5 separate regions of the Sus scrofa genome follow, and regions 2, 3, 4 and 5 are each linked to region 1. Evidence: chromatin contacts called from public HiChIP or PLAC-seq and promoter capture Hi-C data. All regions are on one chromosome and are shown on one strand. Each heading gives the region's core, a stretch centred on a gene start, on an enhancer-like site or on the middle of the called end of the contact. The rest is flanking DNA. Distances are from core to core; before and after follow the strand shown. Region 1 holds the start of AHCYL2 (adenosylhomocysteinase 3). Region 2 holds the start of IRF5 (interferon regulatory factor 5). Region 3 holds the start of SMKR1 (small lysine-rich protein 1). Region 4 overlaps STRIP2 (striatin-interacting protein 2). Region 5 holds the start of STRIP2 (striatin-interacting protein 2).

Region 1 (2,595 bases), core at 51-2,550:
GAGCAAGCTGAAGATGTCAGCAGGACAATAGCATCACAGGACTCCTTGTTCCTCCTGAAGGGATATAGATAACAATCTGATGTGTGTCTGAGTTCTACTAAAACTAAGACCCCTACCCAGGAGGAAAATGGTGACCACATGTTGACCACAAGCAATAGGCCGGTTGGAACCAGAAGGCTGAGATCCCAGAGATATATCACCTGGTTATGGCACCACCAACCCATTAGAATAAGATCACACACCCTGGAGCCCTCAACCCCAATTCTGCCTTAAAAACTTTTCCCTGAAAACTATGGGGGAGTTAGGGTTTTTTGAACTCCAGCTGCTGTTCTTCCTGGCACGCTGCAATAAACTTTCCTCTGCTCCAAACTCTGATGTTTCGATTTGTTTGGCCTCACCGTGCCACAGGCATACAAACTTGGGTTCTACAATATCCCTAGTAGAATTAATAGGGCAAAAGAATTGGCTTTGTTTAAGGCAATGGTTTTCATTCCTTAGTCTTGAAATTTTGACCTAGTGATACCTAACTTCTTTTTTAGACTGATACTAAACTCCAAGCCCAGAATGTGCCAGAAATTGCCACAACAGGCAATTAAAAACAGGACCATGTTATTCCTTCTAAAAACAAAGCCAGTAAAGGTGTGAGGTCCTAATTTCACGGACGCAGAAAAATTAAGTCACTTGATTAAGCCTGAGGCCAGCTCTCTCCCCACCGCTTTTCCTTTAAATGCCTGCTCACGTGATAGCAGAGGTGCACCCTAGGAAGAAATTTACACTGTCGGGGTAGAGTCAATCTTCCTCCACCTTCCCAAACTTAGGGTTTCTAGAGCTAGCTCCTCGGAAGCCGCAACTCCTCTGGAGACCTTCTCTTCCTCATGTTCTTCTTCATGTCACCTATCCTCACTTCTTTCTTTTAGTCGCCGGCGCTAAAGCTCCATCTCTGCTACAGAATCCCGCTTGCCGGAGGAAGGGCGACCGGGACTACAACCCCCAGGGGGCTTCGCGGGCCCCGCCCCCGGCGGCGCGCAGGGGTGGTCGGGGGCTGAGGTCCCACCGTCTCTTCGCCGCCTTCGGCCCAGAGCAAGCGCACTACAGGTTCCGTGGCACCACACGCGCGGGCAAGCCGGACGGAGCGGTCTGGGGCGGGGCGGGGCGGGGCGGGGCGAGGCGGGGCGGGGCGGGGCAGAGAGGGGAGGGAGAGGCCGGGGCCGGCGGGCGGGTGGGCAGGCGGAGGAAGTGGGTGGGAGCGGAGGCGATGGAGGGGAGGAGTGGGGGAATGGGGGAGGGAAGGGGAAGGGAGGCGGGAGGCGGGGCCGAGCTGGAGCTGGAGTCTGAGCCGGCGGTTGCAGTGGAGGCGGTGATGTCGGTGCAGGTCGTGTCGGCAGCGGCTGCCTCGAAGGTGCCTGAGGTGGAGCTGAAGGACCTGAGCCCTTCCGAGGCGGAGGCGCAGCTGGGACTGAGCACGGCGGCTGTGAGCGCCATGGCCCCTCCAGCAGGCGGTGGGGACCCTGAGGCTCCAGCTCCCGCGGCGGAGCGGCCCCCGGCCCCTGGCCCGGGATCGGGGCCCGCCGCGGCTCTCAGCCCCGCCGCTGGGAAAGTGCCTCAGGCGTCGGCCATGAAGCGGAGCGACCCTCATCACCAGCATCAGAGACACCGCGACGGCGGCGAGGCCCTGGTCAGCCCCGACGGCACCGTCACCGAGGCGCCGCGTACAGTCAAGAAGGTATTGGGGCCGGGCTGCCTCTGTCGGAGAGGGAGGGTAGGAGGGGGAACCGCAGATCCTCGCGGCGCGGCGCCACCCTCCACGCCCTCTCTTGTCATCGTAGAAGCCGAGAGATCCCTTTCGCCCTTAAATCCGCTCTCTCGGAGATGCCCCCTTCCTGGCCCCATGCTGAGGAGTGAAGACTCCAGGGGGTACGGCCGTACTTCGCTGGGAATAACATGGAGGTAGCGCTCTCGCCTACTACTTGGAATAGTAGGCTGGGAGAGGAGAGCCACCTAATCTTAGCCCTCGCTGAACTCCCCGACATGCTCCGTGTGTATGTTCCAGACTGTCGGGGAGAAGACCCCGATGGTGTAGAAAAACCTCACTGCTTATGAGAGTTCACTCAGCAGTAAGGGTTCTCTCTTGGAAGAACGAGTAAGGAGTAGTTACCTCGCTCTGAGATCCTCAGTTGTGTGGTTTCTGTGCAGATGATGACTTTCTGCCGTTCTTGTCCAACCACTTCCATCGAGCAGTACTGATGCTGTGCCCTTCATTCCAGATTCTGCGATCTCCTTACATCCTCTCTGAATGTAGAAGGGTAATGGACTCTCTTCACTCTTTTCTCTTCAGAGGTTTGTTCTCTCTGCCCAGTAGTTGGTCGCCACCAAGATTATTGTACTGTGTATGAAGAGGTGATTGTTTTATTAGGTCTTTCATTATGATCTGAAAGTGTTAGGAAGTGTTAGGAATGCTTCTCTTTTTGGGAAAAGCGATCACAGTGGGGTTTTCTGTCTCAGCTGTCAGTTTCTTCCAGACAGAGTTTTGAAGAAGAGCACCAAGGAGTAGGTGTGCCTAGATGTGTGATTTTAATACCCATCCCAGTATTATTT
Region 2 (2,595 bases), core at 38-2,537, 250 kb before region 1:
AAATAGCAGTTTCATTTTTAAAGAAAGAAATACAAATCAATCTCCCTATCTTTTCTGCAGTCACACTTGACAACTGAAAAAGATAAAATAGTGAACTATTCAGTAGATACCGATAATAGAATACTTATATGTAATTATATTTCCCTCTTATATTAGGGCTGCAAGAAGAGTGGGGGAGCGGGAGAGAGACGCAAGAGAAGAAAAAAGACAACAGGTGAGTGATGATACGGATCACGGGAAAGACCAGCCTAGGTACTTCTGCGAGGATGGAGAGGGGAGGGGAAGGTCAATGTTCTGATTCATCAACTAACTAACAGGCTGTACTGGTTAAAAATACAGCCTTTAAACTTTAAAGGGCAAATAAGACTCTCTAGAACTTACATGTTTTAGTTTCTACCTACAATTTAATCAATTGACCTGTAAATCTCCTTCATTTAAAAATATTTTTATGGAGTTCCCTTTGTGGCTCAGCGGTCAACGAACCTGACTAAGGTCCATGAGGTTGCAGGTTCGATCCCTGGCCTTGCTCAGTGGATTAAGGATCCGGCGTTGCCATGAGCTGTGGTGTAGGTTGAAGATGCAGCTTGGATCCTGCATTGCTGTGGCTGTGGTATAGGCTGGAAGCTACAGCTCCTATTGGACCCCTAGCCTAGGAACCTCCACATGCCATGGAAGAGGCCTCCCCCCCCCCAAAAAAAGCAAAAATATTTCATTTAAAAATTTACCATGGGGAGTTCCTGTTGTGGCGCAGTGGTTAACGAATCCGACTAGGAACCACGAGGTTGAGGGTTAGATCCCTGCCCTTGCTAAGTGGGTTAAGGATCCGGTGTTGCCCTGAGCTGTGGTGTAGGTTGCAGACGAGGCTCAGATCCCGCATTGCTGTGGCTCTGGCGTAGGCCGGCAGCTACAGCTCTGATTAGACCCCTAGCCTGGGAATCTCCATATGCCGCAGGAACAGCCCAAGAAATAGCAAAAAGACAAAAAGAAAAAAAAAAAATTTCCGTGGAAAACAGAAAATGAAAAGACAGGAATGGCCCATGTGTGACCTGATTCTAGGGGGAATCAGACATTAAAATCCTAAGTGAAAACCAGCAAGGATGGGCTGCAGAGCCCGGAAACCAGACCTAAGAAAGGCAGTCAAGGTGAGCTTTCCGGAGGTGAAGCCGAAACAAAATGTGAAGACAAGTAGGAGTTCCCAAGCAGAGACTGCTTGGGGACAGGGAACAGGATGTGTGAAGGTTGAGGCCAGTGAGCGAGGCCCACTTAGGGAACCGAAAAAAACCTTCAGAACGGCAGATGGATGGTCAAGACAGCCGTAAGTGAAGAGGTGGGACAAGCGACCAAGGCGCTGATCCCGAGAGGCCCCAGAGGCGACCAGAGAGGGGAACTGGGTCAGGCAGGTGCAAAGATTGAGGATTCTAAAGGGACAGGATGCCGGCCTGCAGGCATGTCTAGGAGAGGGTGGTCTGAATGCCAGTGGCTGAGCGCTGGGCCACCCTCCGAAGAGGCGTGGAAGGGAGCGGAGGTAGGGGGAAGCCAGGGCTGAGGACGGTCTGCCAGTTCGCCCACCGAGATCGTACATGACTCGGTTGACGGCCAGTATCTGTCCGGATCTTGAGCTACCAGAGTGACTGACTGGGATGCTCCTGGGCCCCGCAGAGCACTTGTGGCAGGGTCGGGTAAGGAGCTGGGATTGTCGAATGACTATTTTATGGTTCAAGATTGTTGAAGGACCCCAGTGGACGCTCCAGGCCACCGCGCTGCCGGGCGTCTCCCCGGAGGCCCTTGGCTGCAGGGGGGCCAGCTCAGCCCGGTTCCTCGGTCTCTGGGTCTACGCAGGGACCCCAGGGCGGCTCCGCGGGGCAGGGCGGGGCGCTGCCCGCGCGCACGGAGACTCCGCGGCCGCGGCCCAGGGGCGGGGGCGGGTGATGCGGAAGTGCCGGGCGGGTGGTTGGACAAGCGCAGCTCCAGGAGGGCGAAGCTCGGCCCCAGCGCCTGGCCCGTGCTCCCGGGCGCAACCACGCGGGCGTACCGCAGACAGGTATGTCCTGGCCGCCGCACTCTCCTCTCCCCGCCCGCGGGGCACCTGCTGGCGGCAGGTGGGGGACTGGAACCAGGCGGGCTTGCGGGAGGGGTCAGCGTCCAGCTCCACCTGGCGCCCAAGCTCGCGGGGACGCCTAGGGCAGAGCGTGCCCCGTCGTTCTGGCGGCCTCCAAGTTTATCCCTAAATCCTGATCAGTGTGGGGTGCCCCGCACCAGTAGCCTTCGTCCGGGGAGTCGGAGGCACGGGCGGCGGAGTCGGCACCACTGCCAGAGGCGCCAGCTCTGCTGCTTCCCTCCCTTCATCTCGCCATCGCCAAGAATGGGTAGCACCGTGGCGCCCGGCTTCGGCCATGGAGGAACGAGCCCCGATTCCCCCTTTCTGCGCGCTCGGATCCCTCTTCCCCGGGCACCCCTCATCCTTTCGGGTAAGAGAATGAGGTTTAAAAAGGGTTCACCCTCCTAGGATCTTAAGGCCCATGGCAGGAATTCGGGCAGAGAGTGTGTAGGAAGATGGTGTCAGGCAGAGGCAGCGGCCGTCTTTTGACTTGTGAC
Region 3 (2,595 bases), core at 31-2,530, 240 kb after region 1:
TCCAGGACAGCTCAATTTTAAAACACAGCAGTAAGGTTCTGAACCTCCAATTTGAAACTCAGGAAAAGCAGGGCTGGAACAGGTTTGGGAGTGAGCCTAATAGGGGTTAACCTGAGAGAATTGTGAAGATCCAAAGAGGTGTATACAGGGAGTGTGAGCCACCCCCACCCAGGGATTAAGAGAGGGGCCAACAGAGGAGAGAGCACAGGAAGAGGGCAGGGGACTTTGCCGCAAGTGTGGTTCTAATAAATAAAAAAATAAGCCAGCAGCCCTCACATCAATTTAATACATCCAATGTATTACATCCTGTTAACATCTATCATTTTAAATGTACACCATGTCCCCCATTCTACAACCCTCTCCCCCCAAAAAAGAACTTTGCTGAATTTCCAGGGCCTAGAACTAACAGACACAAGATAGATGCCTAATAACTTGAATAAAAAGGGAAGAGCCAGGAGTTCCCGTCGTGGCCCAGTGGTTAACGAATCTGAATAGGAACCATGAGGTTGCAGGTTCAATCCCTGGCCTTGCTCAGTGGGTTAAGGATCTGGCATTGCCATGAGCTGTGGTGTAGGTCACAGACGCGGCTCGGATCTGGCATTGCTGTGGCTCTGGCATAGTCCAGCGGCTACAGCTCCGATTGGACCCCTAGCCTGGGAACCTCTATATGCCGCAGGAGCGACCCTAGAAAAGGCAAAAAGACAAAAAAAAAAAAAAAGTCGTAAAAACGAATGAGAGTCCTTGCTCCCAAACTGTATTCTTCTTCATTCTTGAGTCAGGATGAACTCAGGGTTGGAAGCAGAATTGCATCTACCATGTCCTTTCTTGCCTAATCTCACTCTAGGTTTTGTTTTTCAGGCCCTTTTTACGAATGTTTGTATCATTACAGGCTCATTTATTTATTTATTTGTCTTTTTGCTATTTCTTGGGCCGCTCCTGCGGCATATGGAGATTCCCAGGCTAGGGGTCTATTCAGAGCCGTAGCCACCAGCCTACACCAGAGCCACAGCAACGCGGGATCCGAGCCGCGTCTGCAACCTGCACCACAGCTCACGGCAACGCCGAATCGTTAACCCACTGAGCAAGGGCAGGGACCGAACCCGCAACCTCATGGTTCCTAGTCGGATTCGTTAACCACTGCGCCACGATGGGAACTCCTTTTATTTTTATTTTTATTTATTTATTTATTTTTTTTTTTTTACAGGCTCTTTTACAAACATTTCCCCATGTTATTTTCACTTCGACTCTCAGAGGTTTTATCTCCTTTTCCAAAAAGGTCATGGAGTCTTCCGTAACTTTTCCAAGGCCAGCCAGTGAGGGGCCGAGCTCATACTCTGAGCCGAATCCTCCTATTCTAAGGCCAGCCTCATTCACCCGGGGCACCATCCGGACCTCGCCTTCGCCCACTTGTTCGCCCAAAGCCAGCGGGGTTCTGGGCACTAGCAGCCTGGGTCGCCGTCGCGCGAGGTGAAATGACCCAGCCAGCGCGGCGCGACCAGAAGGGAACTGAGCCCGCTCTCAGGAAGGCGGGCGCAGGCTCGCGGGGCAGGCTGGGAGCCAGGCCCCGGTGTCCTGGCAACACGTAAACACCGCGCGGCCCCGCCCCCGCGGCGCGCACCGCCCAGAGCTTGTGAGCCCGCCCTCCCGCGACCGCCCGCCGGGAGCCCCAGGCCCCGAGGCGACGAAGCACTGAGTCGCGCAGCCCGCTGCCTCTCTGTGGCGGGGGTCCCAGCCCCGCGTGGCGGCCGCTGGGTGGCTGGCTGCCCCCTCACCGCGTTGGGCTCCCGCGAGCGCCTAGACCTCCTCGGGCGGAAGGGTGAGAGCGGACTCGAGAAACGTGGCGAAGCCCCGGGCCCACGGCGGTTCGCTGGAGAGCGCGGTGGTGGCAGCCCGGTGAGCGGCAGGAATGGGCGCGGGGGCACAGCCCCCAGGCCTTGCGGAGAACTGGGGTCTCTCTCTCTATTTCAGGATTGGGAACCCATGCCACACTCACCTGCTCAACTGAGAAAGCATTACCATGGTAATTAATACACGTCTTATTTAAGCATCAGAGGTTCTGAGGCTCTTGTTAAATTAGTTTAATACCGTCTGTCTGGTAGAGGCACGCTTTACTAAGACTTGTTGCCCGTGCCACGAGATCAGCGCCTTCATCTCCTTGTGTTGAGTGGTGCCCAACCCGTGAAATGAACACTTTGGATAAAAATGAGGGGGAGAGGGTTTTCCTGGGTGGTCTGCGCCCGCCGCGGAAGAGCTCAGCAACCGCTGAATCAGGCTGAAAGGTTTTTTTGTGAGTTGGTTGGTTGAAGTCCCTCGGTTCTCTTGAGCAACTTTCACACCCAGAAAATGCCGGAACACCAGTTAACGCCAACAGCAGCTGGCCAGGAACTTAGCTTCTGCTGCCGCCAGCCTTCTGTCACTTGTGGGATTCTTCTCTGTGGATTAAGGAAATAGACAATGAGCCCTGGTGCTGCGGGGAGTGCCCGCTCTAGACAATGATTATCCTTTCCAACCCCAGTTTGAGGAAGGGCTTTGGAGGAGAGCTTTTGTGCAGGGAGTTCTTGCACTTTATGTCCAGGAAAGCCTGCAACATTCTTA
Region 4 (2,595 bases), core at 36-2,535, 220 kb after region 1:
TCAAGTAATTCTCCACTCCCTATGAGGTGGGTCTTATTTGATCCACTAAGGCTAAAAAAGTTAAGAACCTGCTTCCCCATGAAGGCATTGTTTGCCATGCTGAGTTTGGACTTGGTGCTATGGGTGTTGCCAAGATATGGGAGAACATGGGGGCAGTGAATGGATGTTCTCTGTGGTGAGACGTGGAGAGGAGAAGGAGGCTTCTCATTCCTGCACAGAGGCTTTGCCCCATTTTCCTCCCAAGAAGTCAGGACCAGGCTTGTTGGTAGAAGAGCAGGTCCTCAGAGTGCAGGGAAGGCCCTGCAGGGTCTGCGTCCATGGAGGGTTTGACTGTACGACCAGGGCATTTCTCCACTTCAGTATGTTCAGAGACATCTTTGGGTGCGTTAGGGAACCCTGAATACTCACAATTCTCCTGCCAGTGTTCGCTGAGCAGCATCAGGGCTGGAAAGAATAGGGATGGAGGAGATAGATTTCCTAGTAGAAAGAACAGGGAACTGTGGATATGGATTTCTGTCTGCTTCTCTTGGTGGGCAGTGTGTGGATGACCAGATGGACAGATGGATGGCTTGATGGGCCTTGCCAGTATGTGTCAGTGACTCCTGACAAGGCTACAGACATGTCTCAAACTGAAAAATGTTTCCCATCACTTGTTAGTAGGTATGTATTGGCTCCTCCATCTGAGGCTTTGGAAAATACCCTGGACCACTTGCCAGGGAAAATATTTGAGCAGAAGAGAGAAATGGGCAAGATAAAATGACTCCCCACCTCTAACCACACATCTAGGCAGGGGGCAGTTTAGCTTGCTACCATGCCTATTTCTTAATGATCAGGAAGAGCTAAGGGATTTAAATTTACACCACTGTAACTTTCTGCTTTTTCAGTCCAGTTTCTGTACTGTCCCAGGAGTCTAGGTTCTGGATCTGAAGACAAACTGTTACCTGATGCTCCTCAGTGTATCATGGGTAAATCATGGTGACACAACTCCCTGACACTGCCCCAGCAGGTCTTCCTGGGTGCAAACCTGATCCAGATTCAAGAGAGCAAAATGGAGCCCTATGTTCTGCTGTTTAGCCCATCAAAGAGATCTTGGCCTTATTCTCAGTGCAGTATCTGTTGACTGAAGGACTCTTGTTGATTGATTCATTCAAATACTGATAGTCTTAAGTATGGAGCTAATACAGTGAACTAGACTTTTGCTGGAACCTGCATACCAGTGGTTCATTTGGTTACTGTGTGATGTATCCATCCTGAGTGAGTGATGCTAGCAGTTGCCAGGACTAGGTTGCCAGGACTAGGCTGCACCTGTTCCTTCTTTATCAATCACTGTTGAAACACTATGAGCCAGAGCTTTGGTATGGAAGACAACTCCCTCGGGGAGCCTTCCTTTCCTGTAGAGCTTAGGAACAAATCTCACAGTAATTCTTCTTATTTATCTGGAGTGGGATTTTCTTTCTGGCTTGTTTATGTTTTATGCTTTAGGTCAGGCCCTTGCAATGTACACACTGTAGGATGTACACACGTCCCTTTCTGTGTAGGATGAGCTGGCTGAAGACGGTTCTCCCCATTTCCCAGGCAGGAAGGCTGATAACACAAGATGACAGTGAATATTCTCAGGAATGGATAATAGAATTGTACTTGCATCTTTTTTTTTTTTCATACAGACCCTCTATTCTCCCCCAAATAAGCATCCTTTCTGCTTTGATCTTTTAATTCAGTTTGAATATGTATCACAACATTTGGTATTTGCTAACTGCATTCCATTGATCCTGAAATTCTTCAATCAAAATATCTTGTCCTACATCACTGCCAAAAACAGGTAAGGACTCTGGACAGGTTTATTTCAAAAGGCTATTTGGGATGGTTGAGAAATTACATTGCGTCTGAGCCACCTTTCAGTTCTCCTGGTGTCCCGGGAGAACTTAAAGCTGTCACTGTCAAATTTAACTTCCTTGAAGTATTAGCTGGTGGGGTGTATGGTTTGGCCTCTTCACAAAGACATTTGTATTTTAATAGTTCTGAAATCCTAAAATGCCACAACTCAAAGAAATGAAACTGCAGCAATGAATTTCAGCCCTGTGGCAGAAGGATCCAGAAAACTGTTTTTTATGAAGGAGGCTACCTGTCCGGCCAACCGTGATTTCTAGTATAAATCATAAGTTGGGTCAATTATACTTCTTTTTAAAGTGTTATACAGAATTTGTAACCAAAGGTAGATAATAGACTATAGATAGATCAATTTCTAGTTTAAAAAAATACAGTATTTTCACATCCATTATTTCATTTAATCTCCTCAGTGCTAAGAGGTATCAAAAGTTTTATTCCCATTTCACTAATTAGGAAAATTCAGGGAGGTTAATTGACTGACTTTAGGATAACATGCTGGTGAGATCCCTAAAGTAAGCAGCAGAGTTCTGGGTCAAAACACAAATTGTTTTTTTGTTTTTGTTTTTTGTGTTTTTTTTGGCTATTTCAGGGCCACACCTGTGGCAAATGGAGGTTCCCAGCCTACAGAGGTCAAACTGGAGCTGTACCCACCAGCCTGCACCACAGCCACAGCAACTTGGGATCTGAGCTCTGTCTGTGATCTACACC
Region 5 (2,595 bases), core at 46-2,545, 190 kb after region 1:
TTTCTGGAGGAGGAGATGATGACTAAATGGACTAAATAGAATCTTTAGGGAAGAATAGAAGTTAACTCAGAGCAGAGTTTCCTCCACTAAAAAATACACTGACACCAGATAGTATCCTTGGGAACTGCGAGGAGTAATTAATCTCTGAGAGTCCTGGTTTCCTTATCAGTAATATTGGATCAGTGAAGACAACCTATCAGATATGATATATCTGGAAAGTGTCCAGTGCACAGTGTGGCAGTTCAACAGTCTCCCCAATTCCACCCATTCCCATCTGGCTGCTTGTTTGGAGCTTTTATTACGATCACAGACTGCCTACATATTTACCATGTTTACTATAAGTTGCTTTTTTTTTTTTTTTTTGGCTGTGCCAGCGGCATGTGGAAGTTCCCCCGCCAGGGATCGGACCTGGCCACAAGAGTGTCAATGTTGGATCTTTAACCGCTAGGCCACCAGGGAATTCCTGTAAACTGCTTTTCATGTAAATATCAGAGTTGGCAAACCACACAGCCTCATTTGCCACAGGAAATACTGAGCCCCTAGCAGGGATCTTAGAATGAAGGAAAGGACTGAGGAGAAAGGGGCGGGGGGGCTTGCTCTCCAATCAACATTTACTCCCTAGCTCACTCCATGAGAAAGGTATCCTCGTTCAGAGCAGAGAAAGCAGTTTGGCCAGGAGTAGCCCAGATGGGAACCAGCAATTTCAGTGAAAAAAAAAACGTCCCACTGCATCCCTCAACTCCAAGTCTTCCAGCCATGCCCTCTCTTCTAACTGGAGAGTGGGATGAGTTCTCCTCAGATATCTCAGCTTCCTAAGAGGGAGAGTCCCTAGTTTCTTGCAGTGTTTGGCCACCCGGAGGTGCCATCCCTTCCCTTCGATTGAAGCGGGATTTGGGACGTATTCCGGAGCCGGGATTTCGGGGCAGAGGTCTGCGGCTGGGGAAACCGAGACTGCAGTGAAGCTGGAGGCGGAGACTAGAGCTCCTCGAAAAGGTCGCTATTTAGGAGCGGGTGAGTGCTGAGGAACACCGAGTGAGAACGGAGTTAACCAGCTAAGGCTCAAGGCCCGGAAGGTGGAGGTGGAGCCGAGAGCCGACCCAGGAGTGTCAAACTCCCACACCAGCAATGCTGCAGGACTGGGCAAAAAGGGGGGGAACAAATCCCTTGAATGAGCCCCCACCTCCTCCAAGTCGCGCACGGAGCGGTGTAACAGCCAATCAAACTGAGGGGCGGGGCTGCGAAGAGGGGCCTCAACCAATAGCTGTGGAGGGGGCGGGACCTGGCTCCCGGCGCGCGGCGGCTGCGGGGTCGCCCCGGGCAGAGAGCGGCCAGCGGCTGAGGGGAGCCGCTGACAAGAGCTGCATGGAGGACCCTGCGGCGCCCGGGGCCGGGAGCCCGCCGGCCAACGGCAACGGCGTTGGCAACGGCAGCGGCAAAGGGAAGCCGGTGGCGCCTAAGGGCCGGGAGGCGTTCAGAAGCCAGCGGCGGGAGTCAGAGGTGAGAGCCCGGAGAGCTTCGGTTGGGGCCGGGAGACTGCCGGTGCGGGAAGCGGCGGCTGAGGTGCTTCGGCCCCGGCCTCCTCCCCTGCGCGCCCCCCCGCTGCCCCTCCCAGGGGGCCCCTGCCGAGTCCTCCGCCGCCTGGACTCCGGTCTCTGCAGTCCTGACCCCTCTCCGCCCGCCTCCTACGCGGGTCTGGGGCTTTCTAGCCCTCTGGCCTCCCCTCTGGGGGCCCGAAGACATAGCGCGATCTCCAGCGTCCCAGATACTTTCAAATATTTACCTACTTAATCGCTGCAGCCCCCTGAAGCGGCAATTCGTATCGCGATTTTCGGAGGAGGGAACGGGCGCGGAAAGGTGAAGTGACTGGCCGGAGCGGTGCGAGGCCCGAGCTCTCCGCAGCAGTGAAGAGGGACCAGCGTGCGGGCAGCCGCCCTCCCACCCCTAGGTTCCCCGAGCTGATCCTTCCCCTTCCCTCCACCCCCCACCTTGGACTGGCTTTTCACCAACTTCAGGACCCCTCCCCATAGGGGTTCAGGATACACGAGTCAGGTGGGGAGTGCTGGAGCGAGTGGAGGACCAGCCAGGATACAAACCCACAGATAAGAATGTGAATAGTCCCTCTTCTTAAAAGAAATCCTAATTAGGAGGATTTAGCATCACTCCCTCCACCCCCTCATCCAGCCAGTTTCCATCAACTAGGCAAGAGTAGAATTAGATCTGAGCATGGGATCAGGAGAATAGACCACAAAAAGATCTGTAGACATCATCTGGGTTAGCCCTTTCTTTTCCAGAAGTGAGAGACAGAAGTAACTTGTCGAAGATCATACATCTGGCATAGTGGCCAGGATTATCAGGCTTTGGGTTCAGTCAGACCAGGTTTTGAGGTTTTGAATCCCAGCCCTGTCATTTATTGTCTGTGTGACTTTTGGCCAAGTTACAAACCTCTCTGTGCTCCAGTTTCTTCATCTCTGCAATGAGGTTAACGTTATCTACCTCAGAAAGTTATGATAAACTCAAAAAGAGATAATTAAATGTGAAATATTTTAGTCAGTGCGGGCACAGTGTATGTAGTTGGTTAGTACATAGTAGCTCTTG

The links. Promoter capture Hi-C pulls out the DNA fragments that hold promoters and counts their contacts. HiChIP or PLAC-seq counts read pairs in DNA pulled down with a chosen protein or histone mark.
Region 2: a promoter capture Hi-C map of fetal liver shows a contact between it and region 1, with 2.1 times the contacts expected there. The contact joins the promoter of IRF5 here to the promoter of AHCYL2 in region 1. A contact is called at or near these places in 1 of 5 promoter capture datasets (fetal liver) and 1 of 2 datasets of contacts at active chromatin or transcription factors (alveolar macrophages).
Region 3: an H3K27ac HiChIP or PLAC-seq map of skeletal muscle shows a contact between it and region 1, with 4 times the contacts expected there. The contact joins the promoter of SMKR1 here to the promoter of AHCYL2 in region 1. A contact is called at or near these places in 2 of 5 promoter capture datasets (fetal liver and liver), 18 of 47 Hi-C or Micro-C datasets (alveolar macrophages, embryonic fibroblasts, epiblast stem cells and 11 more) and 2 of 2 datasets of contacts at active chromatin or transcription factors (alveolar macrophages and skeletal muscle).
Region 4: a contact with region 1 is called in a promoter capture Hi-C map of fetal skeletal muscle, with 5 times the contacts expected there. The contact joins the enhancer-like site here to the promoter of AHCYL2 in region 1. A contact is called at or near these places in 3 of 5 promoter capture datasets (fetal liver, fetal skeletal muscle and liver), 22 of 47 Hi-C or Micro-C datasets (alveolar macrophages, brain, embryonic fibroblasts and 15 more) and 2 of 2 datasets of contacts at active chromatin or transcription factors (alveolar macrophages and skeletal muscle).
Region 5: a contact with region 1 is called in a promoter capture Hi-C map of fetal liver, with 2.6 times the contacts expected there. The contact joins the promoter of STRIP2 here to the promoter of AHCYL2 in region 1. A contact is called at or near these places in 1 of 5 promoter capture datasets (fetal liver), 2 of 47 Hi-C or Micro-C datasets (epiblast stem cells and fetal skeletal muscle) and 1 of 2 datasets of contacts at active chromatin or transcription factors (skeletal muscle).

What each region holds. Positions count from the first base shown.
Region 1 is chr18:19,440,544-19,443,138 of Sscrofa11.1, reverse strand. AHCYL2 (adenosylhomocysteinase 3) reads left to right here and starts at 1,300. Exons shown (of 17, transcript XM_005657758.2): 1 at 1,300-1,723. The coding sequence starts at 1,361.
Region 2 is chr18:19,689,846-19,692,440 of Sscrofa11.1, reverse strand. It overlaps IRF5 (interferon regulatory factor 5), which reads left to right and starts at 1,287. Exons shown (of 9, transcript XM_021078963.1): 1 at 1,287-1,679. The region is part of intron 1 of KCP (kielin/chordin-like protein); the gene reads right to left.
Region 3 is chr18:19,198,715-19,201,309 of Sscrofa11.1, reverse strand. It overlaps SMKR1 (small lysine-rich protein 1), which reads left to right and starts at 1,280. Exons shown (of 3, transcript XM_003484024.3): 1 at 1,280-1,467; 2 at 1,527-1,893. The coding sequence starts at 1,280.
Region 4 is chr18:19,223,656-19,226,250 of Sscrofa11.1, reverse strand. It overlaps STRIP2 (striatin-interacting protein 2), which reads left to right. Exons shown (of 21, transcript XM_003134694.6): 17 at 1,719-1,819. Among named protein-coding and RNA genes, the nearest start is that of SMKR1, 25 kb to the right of the region's middle. Within about 2 kb of position 1,285, at least 2 of the 83 cell types and tissues checked have an H3K27ac peak or open chromatin away from gene starts, as enhancers often do. A contact at or near this core is called in fetal skeletal muscle and skeletal muscle, where this site is marked.
Region 5 is chr18:19,254,371-19,256,965 of Sscrofa11.1, reverse strand. STRIP2 (striatin-interacting protein 2) reads left to right here and starts at 1,295. Exons shown (of 21, transcript XM_003134694.6): 1 at 1,295-1,497. The coding sequence starts at 1,363.